2 separate regions of the Mus musculus genome follow, and region 2 is linked to region 1. Evidence: chromatin contacts called from public HiChIP or PLAC-seq data. All regions are on one chromosome and are shown on one strand. The core of a region is the stretch at or near the end of the contact, and the rest is flanking DNA. Distances in the headings are between cores, read along the strand shown.

Region 1 (3,432 bases), core at 609-3,108:
TTTCATATGAAGATTTCAGCTCCTAAGTGTTAAACGTGTGTATCACGGGTGAACTCTTTGACTTGGGGTTTTCATGTCGCTACTTAACACATTTAATCCTGACTTGTGAGGATGCATAAGCAATTTTTCATTACCTTGTTTGAGCCATTGCAGCCCTACCACATCCTGGCTTTTTTTTTTTTCTAGTTTCTATCATGAATCAGTGTTTTGAGTCAGAGCTTGGGATGTTTCAGATCAGTGGTTCTCAACCTTCCTAACGCTGTGACCCTTTCATACAGATCCTCATGTTGTAGTGACCCCCCCCCCCAACCATAAATGATTCCTTTGGCTACTTCATAAGTGTAATTTTTGCTACTGTTATGAATCACAAGGTAAATATCTGATATTCAGTGCATCTGATATGTGTCCCTCCTGAAGGGATCATGACCCCCAGGCTGAGAGCCGCTGTTGCAAAGCATGGGAAGGAAATCCTTCATTGCCTTTCCCTTGAAGCCAAGGGAGATGGGAGGGACTTCTGAGAGGCAGCCACCTTGTAATGTGTGCCAGTGGCTCCTTGGGCAGAAAGACTCCTAGGACAACAGGGGCACTCACTTGGTAGGCAGTAAGGCATTCTATATGTAACCATGATATCTGTAAAAGATTCCATATGCACTCATGCTAACTGTAAGGTCCATTTTGATCCTGTGCAGTATTGCAGCCTGATTTTAGCCAACCTCAGGGATGAAAGGGAAGAACGTCTTTATTTTCTCATTGCTACAGTGGAGTAGGTAACATGTCTTCTCCACCTAGCTTTCTTTCTTTCCTCTTTTCCTGGTTGGCAAAGGCTATGTAGTTTCTATGGGAAACTAGGACCTGACTGTCCTTGAGTGGGCCTGTCAGAACAGAGATCCATGCGTAGCAGCTAACTCATGGTGCTGGCACAGGTTTGGTGACAGGTGACACACAGGACAGTTTTTAGAATGGCAGGTAGTCTTGGGTATTGCTAGCTAGCATGAGCAAGAAAACTTTTAACATCTTTCACTCACGATGTATCAAGAGACAATGATTTTTAGGCCATAAAATAAGCCATTTCTGAGATCCAGAGAACTTGGAAAGGGCAATTTTATAAATTGTAGTCGTGCTGGGAATTGGTTAATAACACAAGGAGATGCTTTTAGGGGTAAAATGTGACATCAATAAAGACTTCGAATTGTGTATCCCTCTTGACTTTAGCTTTCTCCATTAATGTAAAAAAGAACCACACCACATAATCTTAATACCAATTATTTAGGAATAAAAAGTCTAGAGAGTTCCTCTCTTTTTTTCCCCTTAAGTTTCCCTCAGTTTCAGTGAATGCACTGTTAAGACTTAGGGGGAAACAGCGCACAATAGCAAACAAAAATTAATTCTAGAGAAACAATGGCTGCTAATATTGATATCAGTTCCCTGAGAAGGCAGGTTCTTTCTGATTTCTAGGAGTTCTTCATTTCCACAGCTGATGCTAAAGCCCGGAGTTTCTGGGCCAGGAGTGTCTGTGTGCAGTCATCTGCCCCTGGGAAGTAAATGCCTCTAGATTTCCTAAATACTTGGGCCTCCCTCTTGTCTTTCCCCTAACTTAGCTGTCTTTGTAGGCCAAAAAGCCACCCAGAAGCTGTAACTACCAGCAGATTCCCACATGACAAATTCATCCTTTGTGAGGATACAATTGACCTGTCACCCCATCTTTACAGCTAATTAGCTCTTTAGTAAGTGATGGCTGGTGTCAGAGGTCATCTGATACCTGATTCTGGTAAATTGACCGTAAATATGACTGTCATCTGTATTTGCTGTTCACAACCCTGCCTAGTGACCAGATTTCAGCCCTTTCATGGGATCCCCTGCTCCCTTTTGTTGGCAAGATAAAGTTTCCGAGTAACGCTCTCGGACTTATTATACCCTGAAGTTATGGGCTTGCCGCTCCACTGGCCTTTTGGTCATGCCACCCATGGGGGCCCAGCAGCTTCCAACAGTTTCCCAGAGTTTCTTTTGTTTCCTCCTCTAATGAGAAGGACACCAGAGGAACTCTTGTCCTGATTCTGCTGTTACTATTTTCACATGTAGAGACGTGCTAATGCTTTCTAACAATCACACCAGCAAGGCCAAGAGCCGCTGGTAATTATGGAGTGGTTTGTGCTCTGCAGGACTCTACACAGAGAGTAAGCTAATTCTAACAAGTGTATATGGAGACACCTTTAATCCCTAGAGGAGGAGGAAACAGGTTTGGTGAGAGATTAAACTGTAAGGTATAAAAAGATCCAAATTTTGTTGAAGTTAGCTTCACCTTTGATTTAGATCTCTTAGCCCCTCCACTGTCCAGTCTTAAGGACCTAGTTATTAGTATACTTACTGTGTTAAAATGTTAGTTATTTAAATATGGGGCAAAGTGAGTCTGGATTGTTATTTCCCATGGGGTATTAAGAGTCAGGGTTATCCAGGAAATAAAAAACGGTGACAACAGAAGCAGGTAGAGATTGACCTAAGGCCTTGTTCAGAGGCAGATTATCCGGAAGGAGAATGACAATTGGAATGGACCTATGGGCATCTGAGCAGTGCTCTTCTGTGCTCCTCCGTAGTGGCTCTATCGGGAAGACCAGGGATCGCATGCTCAGCTGCTCACGTGTGTCTCAGAGGAAACACAAGGCAGCACATGTCACATGGTAACAGATGAGAAGTATGAAGCTGTCGCATCAGAGAGAGCGAATAGTGAATGCAATGTGGAGTCACACTGTGCTTACCCTACCGTTTCTGCATGGCCGATGCTCACCTGTTTCTAAAGCCCAAACAGATTTTCAGAGAATGGAGTAGACTTCACCTCTCCCCTCCCCACCTATATTCCGTCTCGCTCCTGAGGGAGAGTGTAATGAGGAAGCCTTCTTGGAAGGCATATTAAAAGGATTAGGTCATCGATCACTAATGAGATGTCTAGGATTCAGAAACAAGTAGACAGAATCTCGGATCTTAGTCTAGCCCAGTTTGTGCATGGAAGGGAAAAGAAATCAAAGAATCCAGACACTGCAATTTCCTTTATGATGGATTGGGCAGATTCAGTATGAGCGTTGATAATAATAAAGATACAAAATGAGCAAGAGTTTGCTTTTGTGTTAGAGCAGACCAGAACCGGATGTACCTGGCTGCTGTGTAGATTGAGATGGCAGTCTTAAAAAATATGAGAGATTCGGTATGCAAATGTGGGACCAGGGCATAATCAATCAGCGTCCCCTAAGTGTATTGAGTTGCCTAGGTAATATAGTCAGCACTGTGTGTCATGCCAAAGGATGACACAGTCTTTGACCTTATCTAGAGAGGCAAAGTAGGTGCCGAGGAGACAGAGGGAAGGACCAACCACTTCATCATGAAGCTACAGAGGAAGAAGAAAGACGATAGAGACAAGGGAATCTAAGAAGTCAGCTTGAG
Region 2 (3,432 bases), core at 689-3,188, 540 kb after region 1:
AGGAGCTGTGACCCACTAGCCAGAATTGTCTGTCCAGACCTTGGGACAGCTGAATTGACCCAGAGCGTTTGGAGGCTACATTTTACTGGTCTGTGTCCTGCACATGTATATTTCTCATCATGTCCTCTCTTGAGTTAGTCTGTTGAGTGTCAATGCCCCTTCAGTGACCAGGGCCCTGGGATTCAGGAGTAGGGAAGACCCGGGTCCATCAATGACAACAGCCTAGTTCTGGGAACCGCTGGCACAGGTCATTCTGGACAAGTGCACTGGGAGTGGGCGAGGGAGCTGGGAGAAAAGGTGAGCTGGAGACAACCAGGGAGGGTGTGTGCAAGCAAAAGTCTGCTTTTCTCGAGGAGGTAGATAGCCAGCTGCCTTGCCTACCCTCGCGGGTTTGCCGAAAACAAGGGTCAGACTACTGAAGGAACGGGCGAGCATGGCAGGAAGGAGCCAGAAAGGAAGGGGTGCGGAGGCCTTTTCCCGCTTTCCATCCATCTGACCCAGAGCTGGCCAGGTTCAAGAACAGCCCAGACAGAAGCTCGCTTGCTGCGCTGTGTTCTGTCCAGACGCATTCTCGTTGGTGGAGCCCAGGCCTGCATGAGCCTCGGCGAGCCCAGGAAAGCGCGAGTCCCTCGCTCGCCTGCAGGGGCCCAGCCAACGGCGTGCTGTCCCGGAACTTCCAAACTAGTGTGGCGGCCAGGAGACTGACCGCCCGCAGGGGCACTGTGTGCTTCACGACCCGAGAGCAGACTTAGAAGGCAGGGACCCACCCTCCCCTCCCATAGTACTCACGGGGGGTACAGGCAAGGCGCGCGTCCCTCCACGGCGGACTCTGCATCACTCCGGGCCAGAAGATGGGCGTCCGACCGGGCAGCTCGGCCAGGGGCTTGGGGTACCGGCCCACGGCGGCCACAGCCGCGGCGCTGGGGCTAAAGTAGAGCCCGGGCGGCGGTGGCGGAGGGCTCAGGCTGCTGAAGCGGGGCAGGCCGGCCAGCAGCCCAGCGGGCGACGAGGCGGCAGCGGCGGCAGCAGCAGCGGCGGCGGCGGCCGCCGCAGAGGCCGAGGTGGCGGAGGCGGACGAGGAGGAGGAGGAGGAAGACCCGGAGGGCGAGGCGGAGGGCAGGGCGGCCCCCGAGGCCACCGGCATAGAGGGCCGGCTCAGGATGTCGTTGATGCCGTGTGGGGTGGCCGCCGAAAGCTGCTGCGGGGGACTGCCCAGGGACGAGAGGCCCCCCGCGGCCGGGGGCTTCAAGCCGCCCGGGTTATGTGAGCCCAAAGGTGGGGAGGGCGACGAGGACGAGGAGGACGAGGACGAGGAGGAGGGGGGCCCGGTGGGCAGCGGGGGATAAGCGGCGGGGTAGAGCGGGGTCTTCATCTCGGCCATACTGTGCAGGGCGGCCAGGGGCGGGCTGCTGAGCAGGAACGCGCTCTGCCGAGGGCCCTCCATCGCCCCCACAGCTAACATCCCACAGCCAGACCCGAACCCGCAGCCACGCAGGTCGGTGGCCCCGCCGGGGCTCGGGAGAACCCGAGGTGCCGGGGGCGCGCGCAAGCGAAGTGTGGATCGGCCGCGGGCTCCGGGAGCTGCGCAGCAAAAATGTCCAAACGCCCCGCGGGAGGCGGCAGGGGCGAGGGCTGCGGGGGCGCGGGCGGGCTCAGCGCTTCCTCGGCTTCGGGAGTCCCGGATTCGATCCCAGGCGCTGGTCCCTCGTTCCCGGCTCAGAGCGCTCTGCTTCTCATCTTCTCCACCCCCGCGGGAAATCAGCAAGACGTACCCCGCAGCCGACCCAGAGAGTTTGCAACAAGGTTGGGAGGCGCGGAGCGTTCGCTTTGATGTAGGAGGGCGGGGGCCGGCTCGCTCGCCTGGGGGAGCTTCAAAGCGGGCGGCGTTCCGCCCGGTGCGCGCCTCTGATCTCGCTCGGACGCTCCGCTCTCCCGGCGGCCGCGCTGCTGAGTCGCACTCACCGCTCGCCCGGGGGACAGAGCACAAACGGCCGGCGCGGGTATCGCGCCCGCCACTGCCTCGGGCCCGGCGTTACTGCGCCAGAAAGGGCAGTCAGTGACACCGCTCCGGCGGCTGGGGACTTGGTGCGCCCACGAGCCTACTTCCCCTCCGAGCCACGCGGCGCCGGACTAGCCGGATCGAAAAGGATAAAAGAAAATAAACCTAAGTATGGAAAAAGTCTGACGGGCCGGTTCCGATCGTCCGTCCTCTTCTGCAAGCCGGCCGGGAGACCCCCCCCCGTCCCACCCCCTGGCGCCCTCTCTTCCTCTCACTCTCCGCCTTTCTCTTGCCTCTCTGGCATTTCTCCTTGGCTTTCCAGGCTTGGCTCTTCCAAGCCCTGTCCTCTGGCCAAACTGACCCTCTCGGCGGCTCTTCCCTTCTCTCCTCTCTCCCTCTGGGCCTGACAGTTCGGATGAAGCTCTCAAAGGTAATAAAATATTTGCACCCCTCCCTGCCTCTCTTTAGCTGGGGGACGCAAGGGAGGGGAGGTGGGGGGCCAAAATGAGAACTTTCGAGGACGTCATTCCGGGGCGGCTCGGCGGGGCGGGACTGAGGAGCGGGGCCCGGGTCCTGGGCGTAAACACCGCCTCCAATAGCGCTCAGCTTGGGCAAGGCGTCGCTCCTAGAACACGCCCACCTGGGAGCGCCACACCTTTTGATTGGCTGAGACTAGGGAGCCATAAGGACGCGCCCTCCTAGTCCCCGCCCCAGCTTCACTTGGGCGGAGCCAAGAGGGGAGGGGCCTGGCGAAAAGAGTGGTTCCAGTCTAGAGCCAGCGGCCGGCTCAACTAATCGTGCAAAATAAAATGGAAAGGAGAAGGAGGGAGCAGGGACGAAGAGGGCATTACTTTTTAAAGAGAGGAATAATGAAAATCCAGCCCTTCTATGGAAAAGCAGTTTAAGTGCGGCTCTTCCGCCCACGCCAGCTCGCGTCATCCTCCCCCAGCTCGCGCGCGGCGCCCACCTCCAACGGTGTCTGGACCCTTGCGAAAAGGGAGCTAATGGAGCAGGCAGGAGGCATATCCCAGGCCGACTTCCTTCTTTTGAAGGGATTAATTAAAGGCCCTCTGGGCTCTTCCAGAATCGTGTAAATTGATTTGTTGTTCCTTAAGCCCGTAGATGTTTTTAAACCCCTCGCAGGCCTAAGGGTCACCCTTCACCATCTTTCCGTCTCCTGCTCTTTTCTGTTCTTTCTCCGTTCTTGTCTTCGCTCTCCCACTCCCTAGATCATTATCACTTATGAGGGGGCTCAGTACTCTGGGGATGAAATCAGCTTAATGAGAATATTTATCTCCTGCGTGGTGTCTAAACCTAACAGAAATGAGATAATTATTTTTTTAAAATCCTCCCTCTATTATTATTAGTTGGATTTATGAGGCAGGATCACTAAAATTCACAGGACAACTTTAGATAGAGGAATACCTCGGGGG

The links. HiChIP or PLAC-seq counts read pairs in DNA pulled down with a chosen protein or histone mark.
Region 2: an H3K4me3 HiChIP or PLAC-seq map of neural tube shows a contact between it and region 1, with 3 times the contacts expected there. The contact joins the promoter of Nkx6-1 here to the enhancer-like site in region 1. A contact is called at or near these places in 6 of 39 promoter capture datasets (the 3T3-L1 cell line, cranial neural crest, embryonic stem cells and 3 more), 2 of 484 Hi-C or Micro-C datasets (both in nephron progenitors), 8 of 115 datasets of contacts at active chromatin or transcription factors (craniofacial prominence, embryonic forebrain, embryonic hindbrain and 4 more) and 1 of 9 other capture datasets (embryonic stem cells).

What each region holds. Positions count from the first base shown.
Region 1 is chr5:101,123,408-101,126,839 of GRCm38.p6, forward strand. No RefSeq gene overlaps it. Among named protein-coding and RNA genes, the nearest start is that of Gm36851, 110 kb to the right of the region's middle. Within about 2 kb of position 1,859, at least 8 of the 459 cell types and tissues checked have an H3K27ac peak or open chromatin away from gene starts, as enhancers often do. A contact at or near this core is called in neural tube, where this site is marked.
Region 2 is chr5:101,662,773-101,666,204 of GRCm38.p6, forward strand. Nkx6-1 (NK6 homeobox 1) reads right to left here and starts at 1,939. Exons shown (of 3, transcript NM_144955.2): 1 at 790-1,939. The coding sequence starts at 1,462.